2 separate regions of the Ovis aries genome follow, and region 2 is linked to region 1. A link is a contact called in public Hi-C data. All regions are on one chromosome and are shown on one strand. The core of a region is the stretch at or near the end of the contact, and the rest is flanking DNA. Distances in the headings are between cores, read along the strand shown.

Region 1 (6,576 bases), core at 2,656-5,155:
TAGAGCACAGGTTCAATGGTTATAGCACACACACTTAGTTGGGATCTTCCTGGACCAAAGATTGAACCTGTGTCTCCTGAATTGTCAGGCAGATTCTTTACCACTGAACCACCAGGGAAGCCCTGGGAATCTTTCTTGAGTTGCCTGGAGAGCAGATCCCAAGATAAAGGCCTCATCTACCTCCCCCATCAGCCATTCTAGATGTCACTCACCCTTAGCCACTGGAGGCTACCAGCCTGATGGACTGACCTAAAACCTCAGCCCTGAGTCCTTAGCTGCTTTGGCCTCATCAAGCCATAGCTGTTGAAGCTGCCCACTTACTGTTATCCCTGGCAAGAAAGAACCAAGAGACACCCATGCAAGCTCTCTGGGTTCCAGTCAACTCCTCCATACTTCCACTGTGTAAGAGCAACCCTACTCCTCTTGGTAATTAGGGTCAATTTTGTCCACCAAGGGAATAATTCTTTTCTTTGTCAGTTCTTCCACTGACATGAGGAGCCTCAAATGACCTCATGTAGTCACAACTTCAAGTTGAATTGCTGCCTGGTGTTCCCCTTGTGGAAACCAGAACCTTTAAAGTGGTGGAGTCTACAGTTGCAAGCTTGATAAGCAGCGATCCTGAGAGGATCCACACCAATTTCTACTTTTTGGTTCTTGTCCCTGTGAATTCCAGTTTTCAGAAACAGCACTATAGCCTCTGAGTTAGTGCATATAATGTCACCCTGGAGGATAGCACTGTAACCTTACAGGTTATTGGCCCAAGGCTAGAACCCTAGCTGAGCCTTCAATAGTCCTTCCATCATCCCATTAGACTAGCTACTTCTGATTGATCGGATATCCGGGGAGACTAGTGGATCTCGTGGTCATGTGCCCATTGGCACAATGTTGTGCATGCTGCCATTTTTAATAGATCAGGAATTCTGGAGGCCCTTGGTTGGTAGTATTAATAGAGACATGTGGGTAAGGTAGGAACCAATTCTGGTAAGGACAGAGTGATGTCCTTGTGACAGGCACAATGAAGGACAGAAAAGGTATGGACCTGACAGAAGCAGAAGATATTAAGAAGAGATGACAAGAATACACAGAACTATAAAAAAAAAGATCTTCACAACCCAGATAATCACAATGGTGTGATCACTCACCTAGAGCCAGACATTCTGGAATGCGAAGTCAAGTGGGCCTTAGGAAGCATCACAACGAACAAAGCTAGTGGAGATGATGGAATTCCAGTTGAGCTATTTCAAATCCTGAAAGATGATGCTGTGAAAGCGCTGCACTCAGTATGCCAGCAAATTTGGAAAACTCAGCAGTGGCCACAGGACTGGGAAAGGTTGGTTTTCATTCCAATCCCAAAGAAAGGCAATGCTAAAGAATGCTCAAACTACCGCACAATTGCGCTCATCTCACATGCTAGTAAAGTAATGCTCAAAATTCTCCAAGCCAGGCCTCAACAGTATGTGAACCATGAACTTCCAGATGTTCAAGCAGGATTTAGAAAAGGCAGAGGAACCAGAGATCAAATTGCCAACATCCCTTGGATCATTGAGAAAGCAAGAGAGTTCCAGAAAAACATCTATTTCTGCTTTATTGACTATACCAAAAGCTTTGACTGTGTGGACCACAACAACAACAAACTGGAAAATTCTTAAAGAGACAGGAATACCAGACCACCTGACCTGCCTCTTGAGAAACCTGTATGCAGGTCAGGAAGCAACTGTTAGAACTGGACATGGAACAACAGACTGGTTCCAAACAGGGAAAGGAGTACATCCAGGCTGTATATTGACACCCTGCTTATTTAACTTATATGCAGAGTACATCAAGAGAAACGCTGAGTTGGATGAAGCACAAGTTGGAATCAAAATTGCTGGGAGAAATATTAATAACCTCAGATATGCAAATAACACCACCCTTATGATAGAAAGTGAAGAAGAACTAAAGAGCCTCTTGATGAAAGTGAAAGAGGAGAGTGAAAGAAGCTGTCTTAAAACTCAACATTCAGAAAACAAAGATCATGGCATCTGGTCCCACCACTTCATGGCAAATAGATGGGGAAACAGCGGAAACAATGACAGACTTTATTTTGGGGGGCTCCAAAATCACTGCAGATGTTGACTGAAGCCAAGAAATTAAAAGATGCTTGCTCCTTGGAAGAAAAGTTATGACCAACCTAGACAGCATATTAAAAAGCAGAGACATTACTTTGCCAACAAAGGTCCACTTAGTCAAAGCTATGGTTTTTCAGTAGTCATGTACGGATGTGAGAGTTGGACTATAAAGAAAGCTGAGCACCAAAGAATTGATGCTTTTGAACTGTGGTGTTAGAGAAGACTCTTGAGAGTCCCTTGGACTGCAAGGAGATCAAACCAGTCCGTCCTAAAGGAAATTAGTCTTGAATATTCATTAGAAGGACTGATATTGAAGCTGAAACTCCAAACTTTGGCCACCTGATGCGAAGAACTAACTCACCGAAAAATACCCTAATGTTGAGAAAGATTGAAGGCAGGAGGAGAAGGGACGACAGAAGATGAGATGGTTGGGTGGCATCACTGACTCAATGGATATGAATTTGAGTAAACTCCAGGAGTTGGCAATAAACAGGGAGGTCTGGCATGCTGCAGTCCATGGGGTTGCAAAGAGTCGGACACGACTGAGCAACGGATCTGAAGGACAGATTGAAATTGAAATCATTTGGCCACCAAGTGGATGGTCTGGTCTCCCCAGGGTTCACTGTATATCTACATCCACAAGATGAGACATCTTATCTACTTTGTGGCTGAAATCTTCCTCTCAAGTGGGGGTTCTCTAGTGGACATTAGTGTGAGATACGAAGATACACAAACTCTGTGCCCACAACCATAAGTTCAGCCTCATGCCTCTTCCCCAGATTTCCTTACCAAGCCCTCTGGGTTCCAGTCAACTCCTCCAGGCTTTCACTATGCTGGAGCAACCCTACTCCTTCCAATTTGGTTCCTTCTGGGGCCTGACCAAGCAGATTCACCCTTGTCCAAGAATTCGTATCAACCTGTATCTCAGGCTGCTTTTCCTTTATAAAACAAGCCTTTATAAGGCCCCTCTGAGTGGAGCTACAACATGGCCCCACTCCAGTCAGCACCAAGATCGCGTGATCTTTCTCTCCACTGTTCTGGTAATGGATAGTAGGTGGCTGGTTAACTTTCCCACTGTGGTAGGTTCAGGGCAGAGATGTGAAACAAATGAGGCTCTTTAGCAGTAATGTCTGTGCTTTTCCTTGGTGCCCCGTCCTGCCAAACCAGGGAGTCGTGCTGGGCTAGAGAATACATAGATTATCCCATAAAGTCTTCACCCAGTGGGTGGTCACTATTACTCTAGTGACTGCTAGAACATGACACCCTCTACAGAGCAAGTCAGAAAAATATCTGTGTGCCAACTCCTACTCTGTCCAGTTTTTTTTTTCACTTTTAAAATATTTTTATTAACTGAGACAGACCTAAAACCGCAGCTTCTGGAAGAACCATTTGTTCTTGCCAGTCTTGTATCTCTCCTCAAACTTGACCTTTGCCTCTCGTCGGGCCTTGCGTTTGAGAGCAGGGTCTCTGAAGACATCCTTGTTGACAACAGTTTTGTCCAAGGGGATATCCACAGAGTACCTTGTGGGCATGAGGTGATTATAATTATAAACTTTCACAAAAGACTTGATCTTTGACCTCTTGGCGATTTTCTTCTTGCCCATGGCAGCTGTCACTTTGCGGGGATAGTGATCAATTCCAGCCACCAGAGCATGGCTGTAGGGTTGGTCTGAGGTGCCGTCATCAATGTTCTTCACGATGACCACTTTGCGTCCGGAGTAGCGACCGGCCAGGACCAGTACCACCTTCCCGGGTTTCATGAACTTGCCCATTTCGGTAGCTACCACTCGGGACTACAGCAGAAAGGAAGAAAAGGCCTCTGTCCCGTTTTAGAGGGCACACTTGATGCTGTGGCTGTTATTACTGGTTTGAATGCCACTGCTATAGAAAAATGAAAAGAACCACAACTTGGTTTGGGCCAATCCTGGTTCACAAATTGTGTTCCAGCAGCTGAGCGACTGGCATTCCTAGGAGAATCAAAAAATTAAGAATCTGCAAGAGGTCTGCCTTATGTCGATTTTTCCAGGGACTTAGAAGTTAACTGGATGTTTCAAAGTATCGAGTGACTAATTTTCCATCCTTTTTTCTCAGATCTCACACGGTAAGCATTTATTTCCTGAAAAACTGCCAAAAGAGTCATTTTTTTTCAGAGTTCCAATAGTATTTTAAAATGTAAAATGAAGTTCTCATAGCAAAAATGATCAATGTAGACCCTTGAATCTACCCACAGCAACTTAAGAAGTATTGCCTTCTTTTTGGTTTCAGGTCTGGGGAGTTTAAACGAGAGACAGAAAGAAAGAGAAATTTTCAAAAGTTTCTGAAGTGCTTATTTTCCTCTGAGATTCAGGCTTGTATATTGGATAAGAATGGTTGATCCAGGACAGTTGGCATCTGCAGGTAAAAATGTGCCTACGATTTGTTTTTAGTTGTGTTACTGAGCCTTCCAAGCCAAGGTTGCAGGTTGGCAGTGCCCTGAAGGAGGGAGAGAACTGGATAGCACCCATGCCTCCCATTAGGGAGGCCTCCAGACAGAGCCTGGAGCAGGACCGTGCTGGGACTGACCCAAGCCAGGCCTTCCTGTGCTGCCCAGAATCAGAGCAGCACCCTCAAAACCAATCTTCACTCGTGCCCACTGTGGATAGAACAGTCTCAGAGCACTTACAGGTTTGCTAAATGGGTGATTGTACTCTGTCAAACCCATAGTTTAGGTTGGAAGTTGGTGATCAAATCCTACAGGAACTACCCGCTGGCTTTCCTATTTAGTGGAGGCATAGGCCTTTCATTCTAGAAAGTGCTGATTGACAGGAAGGCATATTGTCTCAAGAAACAGATGTACAGTTAACCTGGAATTTTACAACATCTTCCCCAAATACAATAAACCTTGTTTTCAATGAAACTGGTTAAGTGCCTTGTGTATTATGAAATTCTTTTGATGAGTAAGTCAGATTATTTATGGACTGTTGGAAGACCAATCTTTCCCTGTACAAACTGCCAATGGATCATTTGGGAAAGGAGCCAAAGGGTCAGGAAGAGCTCTTTATCACACTAATGCACAAAGACACACAAAGCATGACCCAGATATAAAAAGGGGCCAGCACACTGCTAGTAGATGCCATTCATGGCTGAACCGAGGAGACTGCCTGGAAGCTGTGACAACAAAGAAAATGATGGAGGAGAAAGGAGGGGCGGGAAACACTCCCCAGGGAGAAACACAATAGGGAGATCAGGAGGATCTGGGCAGGGTCTAGCCTCAGTAGAAAAACAAGATATAAAAGGACCCCATGGGGAACTTCCCTGGTGGTCTAGTGGCTGGCACTCTGAGCTCCCAATGCAGGGGCCCCAGGTTCAATCCCTGGTCAGAAAACTGTATCCCACATGCCACAACTAAGCATTTTTATGCTGCAATTAAAAATTCCATGGGCTGCAATGAAGACCCAGTGCAGCCAAATAAATAAATTAAAAATATTTTTTTAAAAAAGGAGCCCATTTTTCTAGTTTCTTCCCCATCCTCTCTCTCCTGAAGGTTCGAATCCAACTAGGCAACATATTTGATTGCAACTATCTACCCCTTCCATGCATTCCATCATGGTTAGAGTTATATTAATTTGGATAACACTAGCTGCTATCATAAACAGCCCCTCAAAAAATATATAACGGCTCAAGGACCATAAACGTTTCTTTCTTTACCATAATTTAGCATAAAGGAGATATTGTTTGGCAGCTCTCTTCCACAAGGCGATTTAGGAACCCAGGCTGCAAACATGTGGCTGTGTCATTTCCTAGGGCCCTCTTCTGCACTGAGACACTAAAAGGGGAACAAGTATGAAGAGGGCACTTAAAACCCCTGCTTCTTAAAACTCTAGTTTGACTTCTCACTAACCATTGGTTAGAACCTCACTGCATTGTATGCTTGCTTGCAAGGATGGAAGAAATATAGTGTATGCAACGGTCTGCCCAAAGAAAAAAGTGGATATTTTTGATGAATGGCTAACCATCTGCTTGAAAGCAGGTAAACCTTTTATCTATTTTTGCAGGAATGCCTTCTGCTGTGCATTGTAGGGTTGAAGTGAAGTGAGGTGAGGTTGCTCAGTCGTGTCTGACTCTTTGCGACCCCATGGACTATATAGCCCACCAGGCTCCTCGGTCCATGGGATTTTCCAGGCATGAATACTGGAGTGGGTTGCCATTTCCTTCTCCAGGGGATCTTCCCAACCCAGGGATCAAACCCAGGTCTCCTGCATTGTAGACAGACGCTTTACCGTCTGAGCTACCGGGGAAGTCTTAAAACCCATCAAAAACATTGTAGGGTTAGTAGCAAGCAAACATTAGTGAAACAAGGGGTGTCTGAGTGACTGCTGAGATTCAGTCAGTTCAGTTCAGTCGCTCAGTCGTGTCCGACTCTTTGCAACCCCATGAATTGCAGCATGCCAGGCCTCCCTGTCCATCACCAACTCCTGGAGTTCACTCA
Region 2 (6,340 bases), core at 468-2,967, 290 kb before region 1:
CACAATAGCCAACGTGGCCGCCAAAGGAGCTTAACCTGGCCTCCAAATTTATTTACAGATCCCCAAAAGGAACATTTAAACTAATTTATTTTTCTAAGATAGGCACCCAAAGCGTATCTCGTCAAACAAAGGTTCCAAGTATGAGCACAAACCAACCAGATTCGATGTCACTCCAACCCATCCTTCCACAGTCCCACGAATAATTGCATGGATGACTTTAATTGTTTAAATGTTTCAAATGCTAGCAAAGAATTTCACTGTTCGTTAAAACCGTGCTCAGAGGACACCAAACATCTGGATGAACCCAAGCTGTGCAGCCTAAGACGCTGGCAAGTTTCATCTCTGCGATGCCGAACATCTGGAACTGTGAAGCATTCTCAGAGACACAATTGGAATTTTCTATTTTTAATCCAGATGTTTGGCGTCTTGTCTACTTGGCTTAAGAGCCTGGAGAACGACTCCCTGTGAAACTAGAGGGCGTTCTGAATTCGGTTATCTCTCTCCTGTAAATCACAGTAAGTGCCAGGAGGACATGGAAACAGGCAGACGGGACACCGTGCAGATAAAGAGACCAGACATTACCCTTCGGGTCTTCATGGGTAGAAATTCGGTCCTTCCCAGTAGGCGCACAGAGACAGTCTTTCAGCCGCAGCAGATACACGATAAACAGCAAGAGTGGCAGCTTCATCTTTCTGCCGTGACTGTGAAGGAAGGATAAACCTGTGTCAAATGCCTTCGGTTTAGTTTCTGTTGGCATCAGTTGAAAACACTTGGTGAGCCAAAGCATTTTTCTGTCGATTTTTCTTTATGACTTTAGACAATGTATGTTGATATGGTTGGGACATAAGGAAACTTGAAATCTAAATAAATTCTTTGAAAAGACAACCCAAATCCCTCTTTTGTTTGAATTCTTCATGGCAGTTAAATAAGGTCTTCATCTGAAGCATTTGAAATTTACGGCAACCTAAAGTATGGATCCCAGCCCCATAGAATCCAAACTTCATTTTATTTCCTTGTCAACAGTAAACAACCCCAAACACAGAATTAGCTATGTCAGAGGGGATTGTTTTTTCTCCAGAATTCTGAGACCATAAGTAATTTTTAAACTAGATGTTTAACTTATTTTTTTATGAAAGCAAGATTTTTCTCCTATATCTTATAAAAGCCATCAGATAAATGAATCACACACAAATTTTTTTCTTCTCAGATAATAAATTTCCTTTTATATAATTAGTTGTAAACATTCCCAATAAAAAACATATGCTTTCACAGTTATATCTCTAGATTATCTTAACTCCCCCCAAAAAGGATATTTATATTTTTTATATATATTTGTTATTTTGGAATAAAAAACCAACCCTATATTATTTAATCTACATTTGGAATGTCTTTAAAATACTAGTAGTTACAAAGCTATCATATTTTACATCTAGAATTATCATTTCAGCTAATTCTTCTCTTTTTGTTAAGACCCTTTCAGTTTAGTGTTGGTCGCTCATTTGTGTACAACGCTTTGTGACCCCATGGACTGTAGCCCACCAGGTTCCTCTGCCCAAAGGATTCTCCAGGCAGGAATACAGGAGTCAGGAGCCATTCCCTTCTCCCAGGGATCAAGACCCTATTTACCAAATAAAATTTTAACATATTTACCACTAATTTTGCAGGCTCTCCCCAGTGAGGTTGCCACCAGCTTCTGCAAGGACCTTCACTTTCCTCTGATTTAATGTTTGTCTGTGTCAGGGATTTAACCTTGTTCTATTAATTTGATGACACAGCTCTTAATCCTATTAACCTAACATTGTGAGATTAAGAGTATGGTTTAGAATGTGGTAGGGTTTTGAAAGAAACACTAGAGGGCGGGCTGTCTACACGATCAGAAACAGTGATCTTGAGCTACTTTATTTTACACAATTTTTTTTTAATACGGAATTCTTCATACATTTGGGTGTCATCCTTGTACAGGGGCCAGGCCTCTGTATTGTCCCAGTGTTTGTATCTGTGTTGCCGAAACAAGCATACACAGATATATTTGATAAGACTCATTAAAGCCTTAGAAATATTTTTTTAATTTGAAATTTTTTCTATATATCTTCTTACACAGGCTTCCCAGGTGGTTCAGTGGTAAAGAATCCGCCTGCCAATGCAGGAGACGCTGGTTCCATTCTTGGGTTGAGAAAGTCCCCTGGAGGAGGAAATGGCTACCCACTCCAGTATTCTTGCCTGGAAAATTCCATGGACAGTGGAGCCTGGCAGGCTACAGTCCTTGACGTTTCAAAGAGTCAGACATGACTGAGCACACATGTATGTGCACGCGCACACGCACACACACGCACACACGCACACACACGCGCGCGCACACACGCGCACACACACCTCTTTGTATACAGGTCAAACAAATTTCTTTGTTGGAAATGTAAGGAACAATATGAAAAACAGTAAGAAAATGCTTAGATAAAACATTTTGAGATAACTAATAAGGACCTACTGTATTGCACAGGGAACTCTACTCTATACTCTGTGATGACCTATATGGGAACAGAATCTAAAAAAGAGTGGGTATATGTATACATGTAAGTGATTCTCTTTGCTGTACGTCAGAAACTAACACGGCACTGTAAAACAACTATACTCCAATAAAATTAATTTTAAAAACATTCTGAAGATTATTTACATAGTTGTTTGGCATTTTAAAAAAACATATGCAAACATTTTAACTAGATGAAATGATAACATCTAGCATACAAAGAGTGTAATAGGTGAGCATTTCACTACAATATACTAATTGATTAGCTGACCTAAAAATTCAGCAAATGATTCTTCTAAAAACAATTAGAGAGTCACTATAGCAGCTACTGTAGTCTGGGTCTCTGGCTACTGAAATCTCAAGATTGTCTTGGGGTCCCTTTCCCAAGTTTGGAGGGATTCAATTTATTGATGTTTATTGATTGGACTTATTGATCACTACTTATTGATGCTCGGTACTTTCCAGCACGTCACACTGACTGTCTAAACTGACTCGCCTGCCTTTTGGGGCCCTTAGAAGTTGATCGTTGTGTCTGAGCAACCTGCAGTCTGGAGTAGAGATAATCCCCTTGGACACGGCGATGGGGAATTATAAGACACACCAGAAGTCTTGTCCACATCTCATTTAGCTGTCTTGTGCGTGTGCTAGGTCGGTTCAGTCATGTCCAACTCTTTGTGACCCCATGGACTGTAGCCTGCCAGGCTCCTCTGTCCATGGGGATTCTCTAGGCAAGAATACGGGAGTGGGTTGCCATTTCCTACACCAGGGACCTTCCTGACCAAGCGATTGAACCCAAGTCTCCTGCACTGGCAGGCAGGTTCTTTACCCCCTAGGAAGCCCTTAGCTGTCTTGACTATCTGGCAATTCTCTGTATTAGTTGAAAACCTCTTGACTCTGCTAGAAAACAGATCAGCTCAAAGCAAAATCTGAACTATTATTATGTTAAGAAGCCTCATGTCACTTTTGAGCAAATCTAAACCACTTCTGCAAACAGATGTGTCTCATTCTGAGAAGTGATCACATGGCCAAAGGAAGACGCAGCACTTGGGGTCTTTTTCTCAGGAAGATAAGAGTCTACTTCTGGGAAAGTCAATCCTAGGAAATTGTGCAGCATCACTGCCAACTCTGACCCTGAGAACCTTTCTTGTTACTTTTCTGTTGTCCACATTTGGACTCACTTGAAGTCATGGCTGGACTCTACATGCTTTCTCCGTTTTTGTTTTTTTTTTTTTCTTGTTGTTGTTTTGGCCGCAAGGCATGTGGGATCTTAGCTCCTGGACCAGGGATCAAACCAGCACCCCCTGCATTTGAAAGTGAAGTCTTAACCACTCGACCACCAGGGAAGTCCCAGCAAGCTCACATTTTGTTGAAAATGAAGCCAATGTTTAGGAAGACTGGTGGCTCATTCTCTAGTTGCAGGTTTGTTTTCCTCTGTATTCCATCAGTTCAGTTCAGTTGCTCAGTCGTGTCCAACTCTGCGACCCCATGGACTGCAGCAAGCCAGGCTTCCCTTTCCATCACCAGCTCCCGGAACTTGCTCAAACTCATGTCCATCGAGTTGATGATGCCATCCAACCATCTCATCCTCGGTTGTCCCCTTCTCCTCCTACCTTCAATCTTTGCCAGCATCAAGATCTTTTCCAATGAGTTCACTCTTTGCATCGGATGCCCAAAAAGTATTGGAGCTTCAATTTCAGCATGAGTTCAGTTCAGTTCAGTTGCTCAGTCATGTCCGACTCATTGCGACCCCATGAATTGCAGCACACCAGGCCTCCCTGTCCATCACCAACTCCCGGAGTTCACTCAGACTCTTGTCCATTGAGTCAGTGATGCCATCCAGCCATCTCATCCTCTGTCGTCCCCTTCTCCTCCTGCCCCCAATCCCTCCCAGCATCACAGTCTTTTCCAATGAGTCAACTCTTCACATGAGGTGGCCAAAGTACTGGAGTTTCAGCTTTAGCATCATTCCCTCCAAAGAAACCCCAGGGCTGATCTCCTTCAGAATGGACTGGTTGGATCACCTTGCAGTCCAAGGGACTCTCAAGAGTCTTCTCTAATACCACAGCTCAAAACCATCAATTCTTCAGTGCCCAGTCTTCTTTATGGTCCAATTCTCACATCCATACATGACCACTGGGAAAACCATAGCTTTGACCAGGCGGACCTTTGCTGGCAAAGTAATGCCTCTGCTTTTTAATATACTGTCTGGGTTGGTCATAGCTTTTCTTCCAAGGAGCAAGTGTCTTTTAACTTCATGGCTGCAGTCACCGTGTTTCCGGTTTAAGTGTAATTTCCAAAAACAGAACTTTATGGCTTATTAGTACTAATTACTTTTAAAATATCCTGAAGCTTCCAAACAGTTTCTTCCTCTAATTATTTCATCTGTTTTCACAGCTGTTATTTTGTTCTTAAGATTAGGCAACACTTCATGCAAATCTGGTTACTTTCATAATTATGACATCACTATGTTCAAGATTTAAGTGGGGTGTAAAATACTATATTAATAACTAGTAGGTTGGTAACTTTCCCAGGTGGCGCTAGTGGTAAAGAACCTGCCTGCCAGGGCATGAAACATAAGAGGTGTGGGTTGGATCTCTGGGTTGGGAAGATCCCCTGGAGGAGGGCATGGCAACCCACTCCAGTATTCTTGCCTGGAGAATCCCATGGACAGAGGAGCCTGGTGGGCTACAGTCCACAGGGTTGCAAAAGAGTCAGACACGATTGAAGTGACTCAGCATGCAGCATGCAAAGCTTGGTAACTAAGGAGACCTAGAAGCAAGGTAATCTTAATCAAGGACAACAAAAAGAGCACAGGGTATTCACTGAAAAATGGAGGAGTCAGACAGATGGACTTGAACAGGTCAGGCTTGGACAGAGCATCTTCCATGTGTGCCTGTAACGAACCTGCTACTGTATCATCCCTGATTAGGCTGGCCCACCCTGCCTCTGGCACAGCCGGACAACTTCTGGGCTTCCCTTTGGGTACCTATTTGGCAGACTGCAGGCCGAGAAGCCCGTGTCATCTATGCTGATTCCTCTGTGGAGCCCAGATCCAGGATACAATGCCAGTGGTCCCTGGAGTCGTGCAGCCTGGCAGGGGTGGGTCCTGTGCATGAGCTGGGATTTACTGTCTTGCACAGGAAGGAGGGTGAAGTCAGCGCATTGCCCACAACTTGGATTCTCTCATGAGTCATACAACATACTCCTACTTGGGAGGGAGTGTTACTCTGGTAGAACACACACAGACACACACACACACACACACTTCCCACACACCCCAAGAAGGGAATGCCTAAGAGAAAATAAAAGACAAAAACATAAAGAATCAAATACATGATTTATGTAGATTGTAATGAAACCATGGAGCTTCCCAGGTGGCTCAGTGGTAAACAAACTTCCTGCCAATGCAGCAATGTGGGTTAGATCCCTGGGTCAGGAAGATCTTCTGGAGAAGGAAATGGCAACCCAATCCATGGACAGAGGAACCTGGCGGGCTACAGTCCATGGGGTTGCAAAGAGTTGAATATGACTTAGTGATTAAACAACAATGAAATCATGGGTAATCATTAGTTAAATCCACTTTACCTGCCTTCACTAATCAAGGTCTTTTTAAGACTTGCACATTCTCCAAGCAGCACACAGCCTAAGCAGTAAGATGTTTGCCCAAGTTGTTTCCCAGGGACTTGGAGTCAGCTGTGTCCAGTTGGAGAGAGCTGGTTAAGACTAGTTAGGACCACCAACCCTTCAACTGACATGCGTGAGTGTCCAGCTGGTGACCTTTTGATGGTAGAGGGCCAAAAATTCCACCCTCGGGTC

What was found. Hi-C and Micro-C count contacts between places; a contact is called where the count stands out from the background.
Region 2: a contact with region 1 is called in a Hi-C map of tail adipose tissue, with 9 times the contacts expected there. The contact joins the promoter of CLUL1 here to the promoter of LOC101102690 in region 1. A contact is called at or near these places in 9 of 16 Hi-C or Micro-C datasets (liver, mesenteric adipose tissue, mixed tissues and 5 more).

The regions. Positions count from the first base shown.
Region 1 is chr23:35,676,773-35,683,348 of ARS-UI_Ramb_v3.0, reverse strand. LOC101102690 (large ribosomal subunit protein eL27) reads right to left here and starts at 3,905. Exons shown (of 1, transcript XM_004020489.5): 1 at 3,426-3,905. The coding sequence starts at 3,880. The coding sequence ends at 3,470. The region is part of intron 1 of LOC114110482 (a long non-coding RNA gene); the gene reads right to left.
Region 2 is chr23:35,962,008-35,968,347 of ARS-UI_Ramb_v3.0, reverse strand. CLUL1 (clusterin like 1) reads right to left here and starts at 1,717. Exons shown (of 8, transcript XM_012103515.5): 1 at 1,651-1,717; 2 at 583-701. The coding sequence starts at 688. It overlaps LOC114110516 (U6 spliceosomal RNA), which reads right to left and starts at 2,021; the gene lies at 1,918-2,021.